Regions from separate parts of the Nomascus leucogenys genome. Here region 2 is linked to region 1. Evidence: chromatin contacts called from public Hi-C data. All regions are on one chromosome and are shown on one strand. Each heading gives the region's core, a stretch centred on a gene start, on an enhancer-like site or on the middle of the called end of the contact. The rest is flanking DNA. Distances are from core to core; before and after follow the strand shown.

What was found. A called contact is a pair of places that touch in the nucleus more often than the background predicts.
Region 2: a Hi-C map of a lymphoblastoid cell line shows a contact between it and region 1, with 12 times the contacts expected there. The contact joins the enhancer-like site here to the promoter of AMZ2 in region 1. A contact is called at or near these places in 2 of 4 Hi-C or Micro-C datasets (a lymphoblastoid cell line and an unstated tissue).

Annotation. Positions count from the first base shown.
Region 1 is chr14:55,753,059-55,759,983 of Asia_NLE_v1, forward strand. AMZ2 (archaemetzincin-2) reads right to left here and starts at 2,897. Exons shown (of 7, transcript XM_030828419.1): 1 at 1,584-2,897. The coding sequence starts at 1,781.
Region 2 is chr14:56,102,280-56,108,997 of Asia_NLE_v1, forward strand. BPTF (nucleosome-remodeling factor subunit BPTF) reads right to left here. Exons shown (of 31, transcript XM_030827057.1): 2 at 3,707-4,529. Among named protein-coding and RNA genes, the nearest start is that of BPTF, 30 kb to the right of the region's middle. Within about 2 kb of position 2,517, the one cell type or tissue checked has an H3K27ac peak away from gene starts, as active enhancers do. A contact at or near this core is called in a lymphoblastoid cell line, where this site is marked.

The DNA.
Region 1 (6,925 bases), core at 1,647-4,146:
CATTTGACCTAATTCTAAGAACTGGAAGAGGGCTTTGAAGACTTCAGAAGCTGAAGACACAAAGTAGCCCATCCCTCTGCCCAGTTTGTTTTATTCTCCCTATTTTGGTTATTATGATTTCTTAAATCCTTTCATTCTTTTCACTCAGAATGAGACAAGTAATTGATTTCCTTATCAAGAGGCCAGGCAGTCCATTTTTCATGGCGTTCAGCGTGCACAGCAAATCTAAAACCATTGTCTGGCAAATGCAGCTTGCAGCCGCAATCATTTTTTTCATCAGGTAAGCCAGCTGGCGTATGTTTTTAAAATGTTATTGTTAAGTATTGTCTTTTACTGGTGAAATCAATGATAACATTCTTTACTTTGTGGTTGTGTTACTCAAAACGAGGATTTTTAACAATGATAAAAATAAAGCTTGTTAGATCATTTTTAATGGTAATACATTTGTTCCTGAAGATTTGATTAAAGAGAACTAGGCCAATCTAAGCAGACTCCAAATGAGGTAGAAAGTCCATAGAGAACGGGGAAAAAAGGAAGTTGTGGAACCACAGACACAGTAAAAGGAAAAAGCTGGCCAGGCGCGATGGCTCACACCTGTAATCCCAGCACTTTGGGAGGCTGAGGTGGGTGGATCACTTGAACCCAGGAGTTCAGGCAACATGACAAAAGCCCCATCTCTACAAAAAATGAGCAACATGACAAAACCCCCATCTCTACAAAAAATGAGCAACATGACAAAACCCCCATCTCTACAAAAAATGAGCAACATGACAAAACCCTCATCTCTACAAAAAATACACACAAAAAACACATTAGCCAGGTGTGGTGGTGTGCACCTGTAGTCCTAGCTACTTGGTAGGCTGAGGTGGGAGTATCGCTTGAACCTAGGAGGTGGAGGTGGCAGTGAGCTCAGATTGAGCCATTGCACCCCAACCTGGATGACAGGGTGAAAGAGTCCCCGGGGGAAAAAAAAAAAAAGGCAGAAAGAAAAGAAAAAAATTTAATTAAATTATTTATTTTTGTGACAAGGTCTCTTTCTGTCTCTTTCTGGAGTGCAATGGCATAATCATAGCTCACTGCAGCCTCAAACTCCTGGGCTCAAGGCATCCTCCTGCCTTAGCCTCCCAAAGTGTTGGGATTACAGGCATAAGCCACTGCAAGGCTAGATTTTTTCTTTCTTTGAAACAAGATTTGGCTCTGTCACCCAGGCTGGAGTGCAGCAAAACAAGGGGAGAAAAATGAATGCAATGGATATGTGTTTGCCAAAGTTTCAATCCTGTCCGGTGGAGACACTGCACTGGCACAAATTTTGAAGAGGAAAAAGAGGAGGTTGGGGGGGAGAGAGACAGCGAGCGAGTGTAGCCTGCAAAATGCAACAATGCAGTCTCCATTTTGAACAATGCGCCTCTTTCCTCTTGTAAATCTAGTTTTTTGCCACTTGATGTGCCGTCGCATTTCCCCTCTGTTTGCGGGGGAGGCGGGGTTGGGGGAGATCGGAGCAGGATGCACAGCACACGAGTGAGAAAGGGGGGAGGGCAGAGGAGGTGGGGAAGGAGTCTGCAGCAACCGGGCTGGGTGGGTACCTGGAGTGCTGCTGTAGGTACTATGGCTCCTGAAGCTGCTTTCTGTGCAGTAACTGGCGTCGTCGTCGTCGTCGTCTTCCATCTCCTCCGGATAATCGGAGTCATCGTCGTCCTCCTCCATCTCATCCTCCTCGTTGTCCTCAGACTCCTGGGTCTCCTCGAAGTCGCCGTCCTCTTCCTCCTAGCTCCCGTGGTCATCTTACACCACTTTGTTGACTACCCTCCGGGCCGCGGTGGTCCGGGACAGGTGGCTGCCGCCGCCCCCGCCTCCTCGCCCCTTCCACCCGGGCGCTGGTGCTTGGGGGACCAGCGGCAGCTTCCTCCGGCTACTGGTGCTCCCCCTGGGCGAGCTCAGCCACGTCTTGGAGGCTGCCTCAACCTAGGCGGCAGCCCATCTGCCCCTGCTGCTACCGCGGTGCCGCGAGCTGAGCACCCCCATGGGTCCGGACTTGGGCGGCCGCGGCGGCGGGGCCGGGATGCAGCGCTCTGCAGCGGCAGCCGCGGGCTGCTTGGGCTGCCTGCCCCGCCGGCCCCTAATGTTGGAGCCGAGGCGGGGGAGAAGGGAAAGCGGGGGAGAAGGGAAAGCGGAGGAGGAGGGACGGGCGCGGGTGGGGGAGCCCCGGGGCCGGGTGGGGACGCCTGCGAGGCCGCGCGGGAGGGGCCCGGTCGGCGGAAGCGGGTGGAGGGAGAAGGCTCATGCCGAATTGCTGGGGCCCCACTCAGGATCGGCTTCAGCCGCCCTCTTGTTTCATCCCTCTCCCGCAGCGCGGTCACGTGAGATGCGCCACAGACGACTGCACTCCAGCCTGGGTGACAAGAGTGAAACTCTGTCTCAAAAAAAAGAAATAATTAAAAGTGTAAAGGGAACACACATCATGAAAGAAGAATGAGCTATTTGGGGAACAATCCCAAAGAAAACTCAGGCCCAAAGGATGGGAAGTGCCTTTATACTGCCTTCTGTCTGGCAACTGTCAGGATCTTTGGTGAGATAGGACCCCCAAAGGTCTAGAGAATGTCCAGCCAGGCAAGTGGCAAGAGGCAAGCCAGACTGCTGCAAGCCTATCTGTGCTGTGCATGCACTAAGCTGCATCAAAATGATGCTTCCAGGAGGGCTGCATCACCCTGCAACTTGGAGCAAAGCCCAGTTTAGCCAAATGACCCTTCAGCAGACCCTTCCTAGAGTTACCTCTGTTGTTTGCAGAGTTAAGAAAATCAGCTGGTGTTGTATTGCCTTGCTTTTAAGATCAACTGTGAGCCGGGTGCAGTGGCTTACGCCTGTAATCCCAACACTTTGGGAAGACGAGGCAGGCGAATCACTTGAGGTCAGGAGTTCGAGACCAGCCTGACCAACATGGTGAAACGCCGTCTCTACTAAAAATACAAAAATTAACTGTGCGTGCTAGCACGTGCCTGTAATCCCAGCTACTCGGGAGGCTGAGGCAGGAGAATCGCTTGAACTCAGGAGGTGGAGGATCACGCCACTGCACTCCAGCCTGGGTGACAGAGCGAGACTCTGTCTCCAAAAACAAAAGGATCAACTGTGGGGTGGGGGCACAGATCAGTTTTCTGCAGAGAGCCATGATACTAAGCCAGAAAGATACATCAAGACTCGGGAAACTGTTCTGCAGTGCAGAGTCTGCAGAGAACAAGTATAGACTCACTGGATGGTCAGACAGGAAGGGATCTTGGGCGTCATCTTCCTAAACCTTTGTTTTCCATAAAAGGAAACAGAGGCTCAGAAAGGAGAAGTAATTTTCACTAGGCTGTACCCCAAGTTTGTGAAAGAGATGAGGCTCAGACTTGGTGTCTCCAGCCCTGAACCTGCAGCAGAGCTGGCTGAGAGCAAGCCTGTGCGAGTGGCCCAGCCTGCCCAGCCTGCCCTTTCTGTTTCCTCTCTTGGATGGAGCCCCTCCTCCTCCATCCACAGCCTTCTAAGAGCGGGGCACAATCAGGTGTGTGTAAGATGGGCAGGAGGCAGGATGGGTTTCCCTTATTAGTTGACATAATTACCCTGCATGGGAGTAGAATTATATGAGAATTTTATTTTTGTGTGTTGATGTGGTTTGGTTGTGTCCTCACCCAAATCTCACCTTGAATGGTAATAATCCCCATGTGTCAAGGGTGGAGCCAGGTGGAGATAATTGAATCATGGGGGGTTGGTTTCCCTGATACTGTTCTTGTGGTAGTGAATAAGTCTCAGGAGATCTGATGGCTATATAAAGGGCAGTTCCCCTGCATATGCTCTCTTGCCTGCCACCATGTAAGACGTGACGTTGCTTTTCGTTCGTCTTCCACCATGACTGTGAGGCCTCCCCAGCCCTGTGTAACTGTGAAGTCCATTAAATCTCTTTTTCTTTATAAATTACCCAGTCTCAGGTATTTCTTCAGAGCAGTATGAAAATGGACTAATGCAAATATACTGTCTTCAGGGGAAAATCAAATTCTGCTTATAAGACTTTACTTCAGGTTGCATTGTAATAAAATAATCTCTAATGGTAAAACTTTAAGCAGGTACATCCAAAGAACAAGAAGAGACAAGGAAGAGATACAAGCACCCCCCCTCCATGCCTCAGCCCAAACTTAGGCCACCCATCTAGCCTCTCAGCAAGCTAGCTCTAGTACAAGAACCCAAAAGGGAAGACTGGAAAGGGAAGAAGAGGACTAATCCATGCCTAGGAGGAGAAGCACCAGTCAGACAGCCTGCAGCAAGCCCACAGAGGATCTGGAAAAGAGCAAGGCTAATTTAGGCTCGGAACGTGACTCCGCCACCAGAAGCAGCTGTCACCCTGCTTATCCCCCTCCCGCCCTGCCTATCATTCACTCCCCCGGGTCCCTGCAAAAACCTCCTGCCTGTACGACAGGACCTGTTGGCTCCTAAGTGAGGGAGCAGCTCCTCTTCCCTTGGTGATGCCTCTGTGGGCTCTCTAACCAACCATATGTTTGAGCATGCCACACAGCCCTGCAAAAAAAAAGACAGTAAGGCTTGTTCCTTGGGGACCCTGGTGTCAGTGAGGGTGAAACTTCCCGCCTGAGGAAGGAGGTGAATGTGAACTGCCCCATCCTACACAAATGATCTGGGGAAAGCAGAGGAGACTCCACTGAACCCTTGGATCAATTAGCCTGAAATTAAATTTAAAGGGCAATGACATGGAAATGAAGGACAGTCATTCCACTAAGAAGAGCAGATGCGGCACTGTGGTTAGGAGCACGGCCTCTGGTGTCCGACAGACCTGGACTATCTCTCAGTCCAGGCCGCCACTTTCTGTTCATGTGACTTCATGTAAATTACTCAGCTCTCCAAACTCCAGGTTCCTTATCTATAAAACAGGATAATAACAGCTACCTCAAGGAGTTACTGGATTAAAAGATAGTGCATTAAAAGTACCCAGTTCTATGTCTGCATGTGGTAGGTGCCTCATAAATGTTACTTCCTTTCTTCACCCTGGGCCAGATACCAGTGAAGATATGAAGAATAAAAAACGGTGATTGCAGAGAAAAGTTATATACTAAGGGAAAACCCTGAAGACCCACATGAGGATGTGACCAGACAGGTCAAAAAGAAGGAACAGCAACAGGGCTGAAAAAATCTTACCTCATTTCATTCTAGGACTCCAGAGTCTTGGAGTTTCAGGAATCCCTTGGCTCCTCTTCCCCTCAAACCCATTTTTTCCACCCGGGCATGTCTGTCTGTGTCTTTCTGCGAACTGATCTACCCAGGCACCAAGACCTACTCCAGCCAAGCAAGAAGCCCCTGGCCCAGAAGGTGGTTGACTTGGTCTCTGCTCCATCCCTGCTGGGGATCCCCTTACCTTGTACCAAAACCCTTGCCTGAATCCTGACACCTGGTTGCCCAAGCCCTTGGTCTGAGCCCCTGAAGCGTCTTTTGTTCTCCAGGCTCCAAGTGTGCATTCCAGGCAGCTCTCAGCTGACCTGGCCTGGGCCCTCTTTGACCAGACCTTGGACACTCATTTCTCCCTGTCTCAGCTGACCTCTCTGATTTCTGACCTGCCAGGTCTTCAGTCTTCATCCTATCTGCCTAGATTCTCACTCTTCTTCCCTCCTTGACAGGTCTATCCCATTCTTGCCTGAGACCCAGGATAACAAGTAGCAACTCAAAGACCAACTGGAATCCAATGATGACCACTGCGAGGTAGGAGTTTAAGAAAAGAAAAGCTCTGAGTTATCTCTCGTGTAAGGAATAGCACTGGCTGAAGCAATTACTCTGGAAGGCAATTTGGCAATATCTAGGAAAGCCAAGGATGTGCACACCCCATCACTCAGAAGATTCGTTTGTACTGGTCAGGGTAGGCTAGGACAGTGATACTGCAGTTAAAAACAACTAACAGGCCCGGCGCGGTGGCTCACGCCTGTAATTCCAGCATTTTGTGAGGCCGAGGTAGGCAGATCACGAGGTCAGGAGATCGAGAACATCCTGGCTAACATGGTGAAACCCCATCTCTACTAAAAATACAAAAAAAAAAAAAAAAAAAAAAAAGCCAAGCATGGTGGCGCGTGCCTGTAATCCCAGCTACTTGGGAGGCTGAGGCAAGAGAATCTCTTGAACCCAGGAGGCAGAGGTTGCAGTGAGCCGAGATCATGTGCCACTGCACTCCAGCCTTCGTGACAGAGCAAGACTCCATCTCAAAAAACAAAGAAACAAAAAACTCACAAATAATCAGCAGTGTAAGACAACGAAAGTTTATTTCTGCCTCATGCTGCTCGTCTCTCACAGCTCAGCTGGAGTGTCTGTTTCACACTGTCCTCATGCAGGGACACAGGCTGATGGAGGCTCATTTTCTGCAACTTCAACAGTGACCATAGTAGGGAGAAGAAAAGGGCAAGTACATACAGGATCTGGGAGGCTAATGCTCACATTCATTGGCCAAAGCAAGTCATATGGATGCTTCTATCTTCAAGGGCATGGAGAAATGCAACCCGAGGCACTCACCATGGGTTTCCCAGACAGCAAGCTGGTTAGTACTGGGGAGATTTTCCCTTTTCCCAGCTACAGGGGCAGTGCCCAGCTCATCTTCCTGCACTAGTATCTTCTTCCTCCCCCATCAGAGATGACTGTAACATCCCATAAGGCTCAAGGTCCTTAGACAAATCTGATAAGCCCAGCACCCCAAATCCAGACTGCATCTTGTGTCTCCCCTCAATAAAGCCACACTCTTATACTTTCCCTACAGAAAGGGACACTGCAGTGTGGAAGAAGCTTTCCACTGGAATGAACCCCCAGCCCTGAGGGCAGGTGGTCTGGCCTCGATATCTCCGAGAGACTGCATGCATCAAGCTTTGCTAACCCTGGTCTTGTGACTTTGTCCTTTTATAAAACAGCACCC
Region 2 (6,718 bases), core at 1,267-3,766, 350 kb after region 1:
GCGATTCCTGTGCCTCAGCTTCCTGAGAGTAGTAAACTTTAAACTTTAAAAATGTGGTTACAGTTATTTCACCATTTGGAATGACCTTGCTGACAAAGGTTTCTGTGTTAACCACCTCAACAGCAAAATGTCAAAACAAAGACAAAAACAAAAAACGGCACAATGAATACCATGACTAGATGTTTGGGAGGTAAGGGAGCAAGAAAAGAAAAAAGTTACACATATTTTACACATATTTCTTAAAATATCTGATCCAAACCAAAAGATACAGAATATACATTTAAAACCTTATGTATTGTTTCTCATAGCAGTTTCTGGGTTAAGGTGACAGATTTCATTTTGTTCCCTCCTGAAACCTTCTTAAAACCATGCTAAAGAAATATTGTTAGGCTGGATGCAGCGGCTCACGCCTATAATCCCAGCACTTTGAGAGGCCGAGGAGGGCAGATAGCTCGAGCTCACAAGTTCGAGACCAGCCTGAGTAACATGGTGAAACCCTGTCTCTACAAAATATGCAAAAATTAGCCAGGCATGGTGGCACACACCTGTAGTCCCAGCTACTTGGTAGGCTGAAGCAGGAGGACTGCTTGAGCCCAGGAGGTTGAGACTGCAGTTAGCCGAGATAGTGCCACTGCACTCCAGAGCCTGGATGACAAAGGGAGATCTTGTCTTAAAAAAAAAAAAAAAAAAAAAAATTGCTGGCCAGGCACAGTGGCTCACACCTGTAATCCCAGCACTTTGGGAGGCTGAGGCAGGCAGATCACAAGGTCAGGAGATCAAGACCATCCTGGCTAACACGGTGAAACCCCGTCTCTACTAAAAATACAAAAAATTAGCCAGGCACGATGGCGGGCACCTGTAGTCCCAGCGACTCGGAGGCTGAGGCAGGAGAATGGTGTGAACCCGGGAGGCGGAGCTTGCAGTGAGCCAAGATTGTGCCATTGCACTCCAGCCTGGGCAACAGAGCAAGACGTCTCAAAAAAAAAAAAAAATTTGTTAAAGACAAACTCATAAGGATAAAGTAGGGGAGACATGATAACAAAAAAAAAAAATTCTGAAAGTAGATGAACAAGTGAGTACTGCCTCAGCAGACCCAAGAAAGCCTGATCTCAAACTAAAAAGAAAGGTGAAGTTGAGAACACAATCCTCAGGCTGGGCGCGGTGGCTCACGCCTGTAATCCCAGCACTTTGGGAGGCCGAGGCGGGCGGATCACAAGGTCAGGAGATCGAGACCACCCTGGCTAACACGGTGAAACCCTGTCTCTACTAAAAATACAAAAAAACTTGGCTGGGCGCGGTGGCGGGTGCCTGTAGTCTCAGCTACTCGGGAGGCTGAGACAGGAGAGTGGCCTGAACCCGGGAGGCGGAGCTTGCAGTGAACCCAGATAGCACCACTGCACTCCAGCCTGGGTGAAAGAGCAACACTCCACCTCAAAAAAAAAAAAAAAAAAGAGAGAGAATACAATCCTCAAAAAGCAATGATAACGAAGAGGGGTGTCTCTAGAATAGGGAACTGGCTGGAAGCTGTTTATGGAGCAGATTCCTAAACCATCTCTCTCCCCTCTTCAAGCTGCCAAAGGTCTAGTCTCTAGAGGAGGTAAACTGAGGCTCCCTGGACTGGGAGAAACCACGCTCAGTTGTGAACAAATGTACTGTACAGAAAACTGAGGATTTAAGTGACAATACACATAGTAAATGCTGTGTGCACAATAAATGAAGCTTTCTTCCACCACTCAGCCACCAGAATACCACCAGCAAGACCTTCATGCTTCAAGCAGGACACAGGAAAAGGCCCTTCCCTGCCATCGTTCCTCTAGAGCTTACTCTCGAGGACAGACCTCAAGATACTGACAAGAGGGATTTCCCCCAATAAAAGAGACAATGAAAATCATCCAATGGTTAAGTCAAAATTGATAAGGCCCACCCACTTGCCCAGAGCTTCCAACTGGCTACATAGTACCACAATGTTAAAGAGGAGCAGAAAATTAAGAATTAATAAACATCTGAATATGAAATAGAAAAACCAAAACAAAGAATAGGAAGAAGCAACTTAGAAGAAACAGACCATGCACAGAGGAGAGAAAAAAACCTGTCATTAATAGCCTCAGAAAGTTAAGACAAAATACTATATCCGAGACACAGAAACAGGATTTTACTATTTTTTTAAAGGAAGATTCTAAAAACAAAAGAGCTCTTAGATAGTAAAAATATGGTAGCAGAAAGGAAAAACTGGATAGTAGGGTTGGACGACCAAGATAAGGAAATCTTAAAAAACTGAACACATACACACAACCCAAAGAGAAAAAGAGACAAAGAGGAAAACTGGAGAGAAATGATAAGAAAGTCAGAAGACCAAAATAGGAAGTCCAACATTCAATAAAATCATAGCTCAAGATAAATACAAGACGGAAAAGAGGAAGTTGTCAAGAGAAGTTCTCAGAATCAAAGAAGACAATTGCCAGATTGAAAATGCCCACCAAAAATACCTCGTGGATGAAAGCAGCCCACACAAGGGCGTATCACTGTAAAACTGCAGAACACCATAGACAGTGAAGATTCTATAAGCTTCCAGCCACAAAGAATCAAGAATCATCGTGGATTCACACTTCTCGACAGTACACTGATAAAGTTTCTACTCTCCTTTCCATGCCCTGCTCTGACATTCATTTCATCCTACCAGATTTTTCCATTTGACCTAATTCTAAGAACTGGAAGACGGCTTTGAAGACTTCAGAAGCTGAAGACACAAAGTAGTCCATCCCTCTGACCATATATCTACAGGATGTCAGATACTCAGTCCACACTATAACCCTGCCTGATGCCCTGACTGAGGCAAACCCTGAGACTGTCTCCTGACCATGCCCACAGGCTTCCCAGAAGAGCTTCTCGAAAACCCTCGGGAACACCGAGGCCAGACTATGACCCTGAGTCTGTTGGGATCATCTCCTCCTGGGGGATTCCAACCAATGATGGCAGAGCTGACCTTTCCTTAGACAACTAGGTATTTTCTTGCTGTTCCATTTTACATACAGATACGGTAAAACCAAAAGAGAAGTAAAACAACCCTAACACCAAAGTTAGGGGTGGATGAGCTGAGCTAGGCTATAGGGGAACATAACCAAAAACAGGCCCACAGTGGTATTCCACCTAGAAACATTTTTTTTTTTTTTTGAGACAGAATCTGTCTCTGTCACCCAGGCTGGAATGCAGTGGTGTGATCTCAGCTCACTGCAGCCTCCGCCTCCCAGGTTCAAGCAATTCTCCTGTCTCAGCCTCCTGAGTAGCTGGGATTACAGGTGTGCGCCACCACACTTGGCTAAGTTTTGTATTTTCAGTAGAGGTGGGGTTTCACCATATTGGCCAGGCTGGTCTCAAACTCCCGACCTCAGGTGATCCACCCACCTTGGCCTCCCAAAGTGGTGGGATTACAGGCATTAGCTGCTGTGCCCAGTCCCAACTAGAAACATTCTATTTCCTATCCTAGGCATCAAAAACAACGGAATTTTGCTTCTTTCATATGTTTCCTTTACCTTCTTAAAAGCTGTTTTAATACACGTATTCCTTCAATTAAGAAATTATTTAACTGTATAACCATTAAGTTACAAAGGTTTATACCACATCAACAGCATAGCTCTGCTACATCAATCATGAAGGAAACTGGTTTAATTTTAAATGCATACAAAAAATTAAGACCAGATTTACTTACATTATGAGTCTTCGGTTCAAGAACCAGTATTTCCTCCGACTTCTATCATATCCGATAGGTTCATGTCGAATATATGGTTTATTTTTTTGGATTTCAGCAACACAGTCAGTCACACCAGGCACCTTGTGTGCTACACAGACTTCACACTGCCACTCGTCCTCTGGCACCTCCTCAAGAGGGGGCTTCACACATTCCAAATGGTATACTGCTGAACATGTCTCACAGCAAAGCAAATCCCCAAGTTTGTGACAAACCCTACAATGGTCATCATACTGTATCACCCCTTCAGACATCAATTCCTCTCGAGCAATATTTGTTGTAAGAAACTGATCGACTAAAAACTGTAGAACTTTGATCTTGTTCTCTACTGGTCCATATGGGTAGTCCTCTGCCTCTTGGTAAGGAAGAACGTGATGGTACTCCTTATCACTCTCGCAGTACACTCGCAGCACCTCTGGCCACGTCATCCCATCTATGAAATACAGTGTGGAATTAACACTATCTTTCAGATCAGCAGGTCCAAAGGTAGTATTGGAAGTGTCTTCTTCACGCAGAACTGCTTTCAAAAGCACAACGTGCATCTCTGCCATGAGTGTGCACTGCTCTTGGCTCACCAGAGCTGCACAAAAGTCCTCAAAGCGAAAAGGAGATAATCTCAAAACAGTGCCAAAGTTCCGCAGTACCTCGTAAATGGCAATGACATTCATTATATGCTCATTAGGCACCATTAAATCCTCAGAGGACTTGGGAAATTCAAGGGGTGGGATGTCTTTTTCTTCCAATATCGGAGAACGAGGCCGATGTACTCTTGGTTTTCGCCTACCTGTAAATAAAGACATGACATCATTACAAATCAATACATTACATCATTTCTACAAATTTCCTATTTGAATATATACCCCCTAAAATACATAAGTACATTTCTTTAATAATTGTCAAGTTAAAATAATACGAAGAAGCAATGATTCAGCTCTAATTTTTAAGTCTACAGAAAAGCTAAATGCAAAGTTTTCCCATTAGATTATAAACCAGAAGTAAAAAAATTATAAATTATAATCAGTTCTCAATTACCTAGAGGGATTAACAGGCTCACAGGTAATCATGATTAAAAAATAACGGTGTCAGAACAAGGATCTCTAAGGAAATAATAATAATAATAATAAATTAACTGCATTTGTGAATGATTTGACAAGAATATAAATGAGAAAAAACATTTACACATAAGATACACAGCACAAAGTAGGGGCAACAGATCTCACACTGTCAGCTGCAATACAGAAACGCCTGTCAACAACCAGACAGGAAGTTCCCAGTGTAGACCTCTCTTTCTCTCAGAAGTACCTCCTAAGCGGAGTTCCACAGTGAAGCATGGGCTCAAAGTGAAGACAGAAAGGAAGGAAGTGCAGAGGAGGAGAGAAGAGAAGAATTCCAATGCTAGGGGAAAAGAAAAGTGGCTTACCTAGGAAACAGACAACAGACTACATTTCTTAACAGTTAGTTAAACAACTTTTTAGATAACTGTTCCCCAATTATGAGATGTGATGTCCAGATACACATATGTAAGTATATAAATGTATCAATATAAATGAGAGTTTTGTTTTTAACAAACGTATCTATCTCATTTAATCACCTACAGCCATCACCTAGGCTAGAGTGCAGTGGTGTGACCTCGGCTCACTGCAACCTCCGCCTCCCAAGTTCAAGCGAGTCTCCTGCCTCAGCCTCCTGAGTAGCTGGGACTACAGGCAGGCACCACCACCCCCTAATCTTTGTATTTTTTAGTAGAGATGGGGTTTCACCATATTGGCTAGGCTGGTCTCAAACTCCTGACCTCAGGTGGTCCACCCACCTCGGCCTCCGAAAGTGCTAGGATTACAGGCGTGAGCCACTGCAACCAGCCCATTCTGATCTATTTTTGGGAGAGAATAAATTGGTTGAATTTTTAGAAGGCAATTTGGCAAAAATCTATCTGAATGTGTATCTCTTTGATCCTGCAATTCCACCTCCTGGAATTTATCCTACATACTCCCACATTCATTTAAGTACAAAATATTTAATTCAATATAGTTTACAAAAGCTGAAATTTTTGTGTGAGTTTTCTTTTTAATCTAAATATACATAAATAGTTAAATGAATTATGATGCATCTACAGAATGGAATCAAATTCAGTAGTGGTAAAATTCCTATGTGTTAAAATGAAACAATCTTTGAGATACAGTGTTAAGCAGAAGGAATGAACAGCTACAGAACAATGAATAGAATGTCATTTGAATAAATAAACTAAAAATAAAAAGAGGAGGGCAAGGGGATGGTGATAAAGTATATATATATCTAAGAGGTCATTTAAGAATCTTTTTAGAGTAGTTGCTTCTGGGGAGCGTTGGGGAACGGGAAAAGAAGACTAATTTCTTTTTACGTTTTTATACTTTAAAAAATAATTAATGCATGTATTTTCATTGTAAAATTTTAAAAGAAAAAATTGGACAGGTATCTATACAAACATATTAATACTCAAATCAATAAAATGATGCTGCCACTAATGACTACTCAGTCTTGTATAAATACAAAGTCGTTATACTAAATTCAAAGATTCAAGTTGATAGAATTGAACAGACTACAGTGTTTAAAGAGAGAACACATTAAATTAAACCACTTATGCCCCTCAACTGTCAATCATCAGTATTAGCAAGTCATTTCACTTATTCACAGAAGTGTATTTAGAATATGCCACTGAGCATTACACTCATTATCATTTTCAACACTAATCTGGTATCTCTCTACTGGTGAATTATATTAATTTGCCTGCATTAAAAAAAAAAGGACCCCAATCTCACTAGTTAGCAAGGAAAGGCAAAGTAAAACCACAATGAGATAACTGTTCTCATACTCAATGGAAAAAAATTTAACAGTTTAACCAAACAAACTATTGGGAAGGATGCAAAACAATGGAAACACCAGTATACCACCACTGGGACTGTAAACTGGTATCACAACTTCAGAGAGAAATTCAGT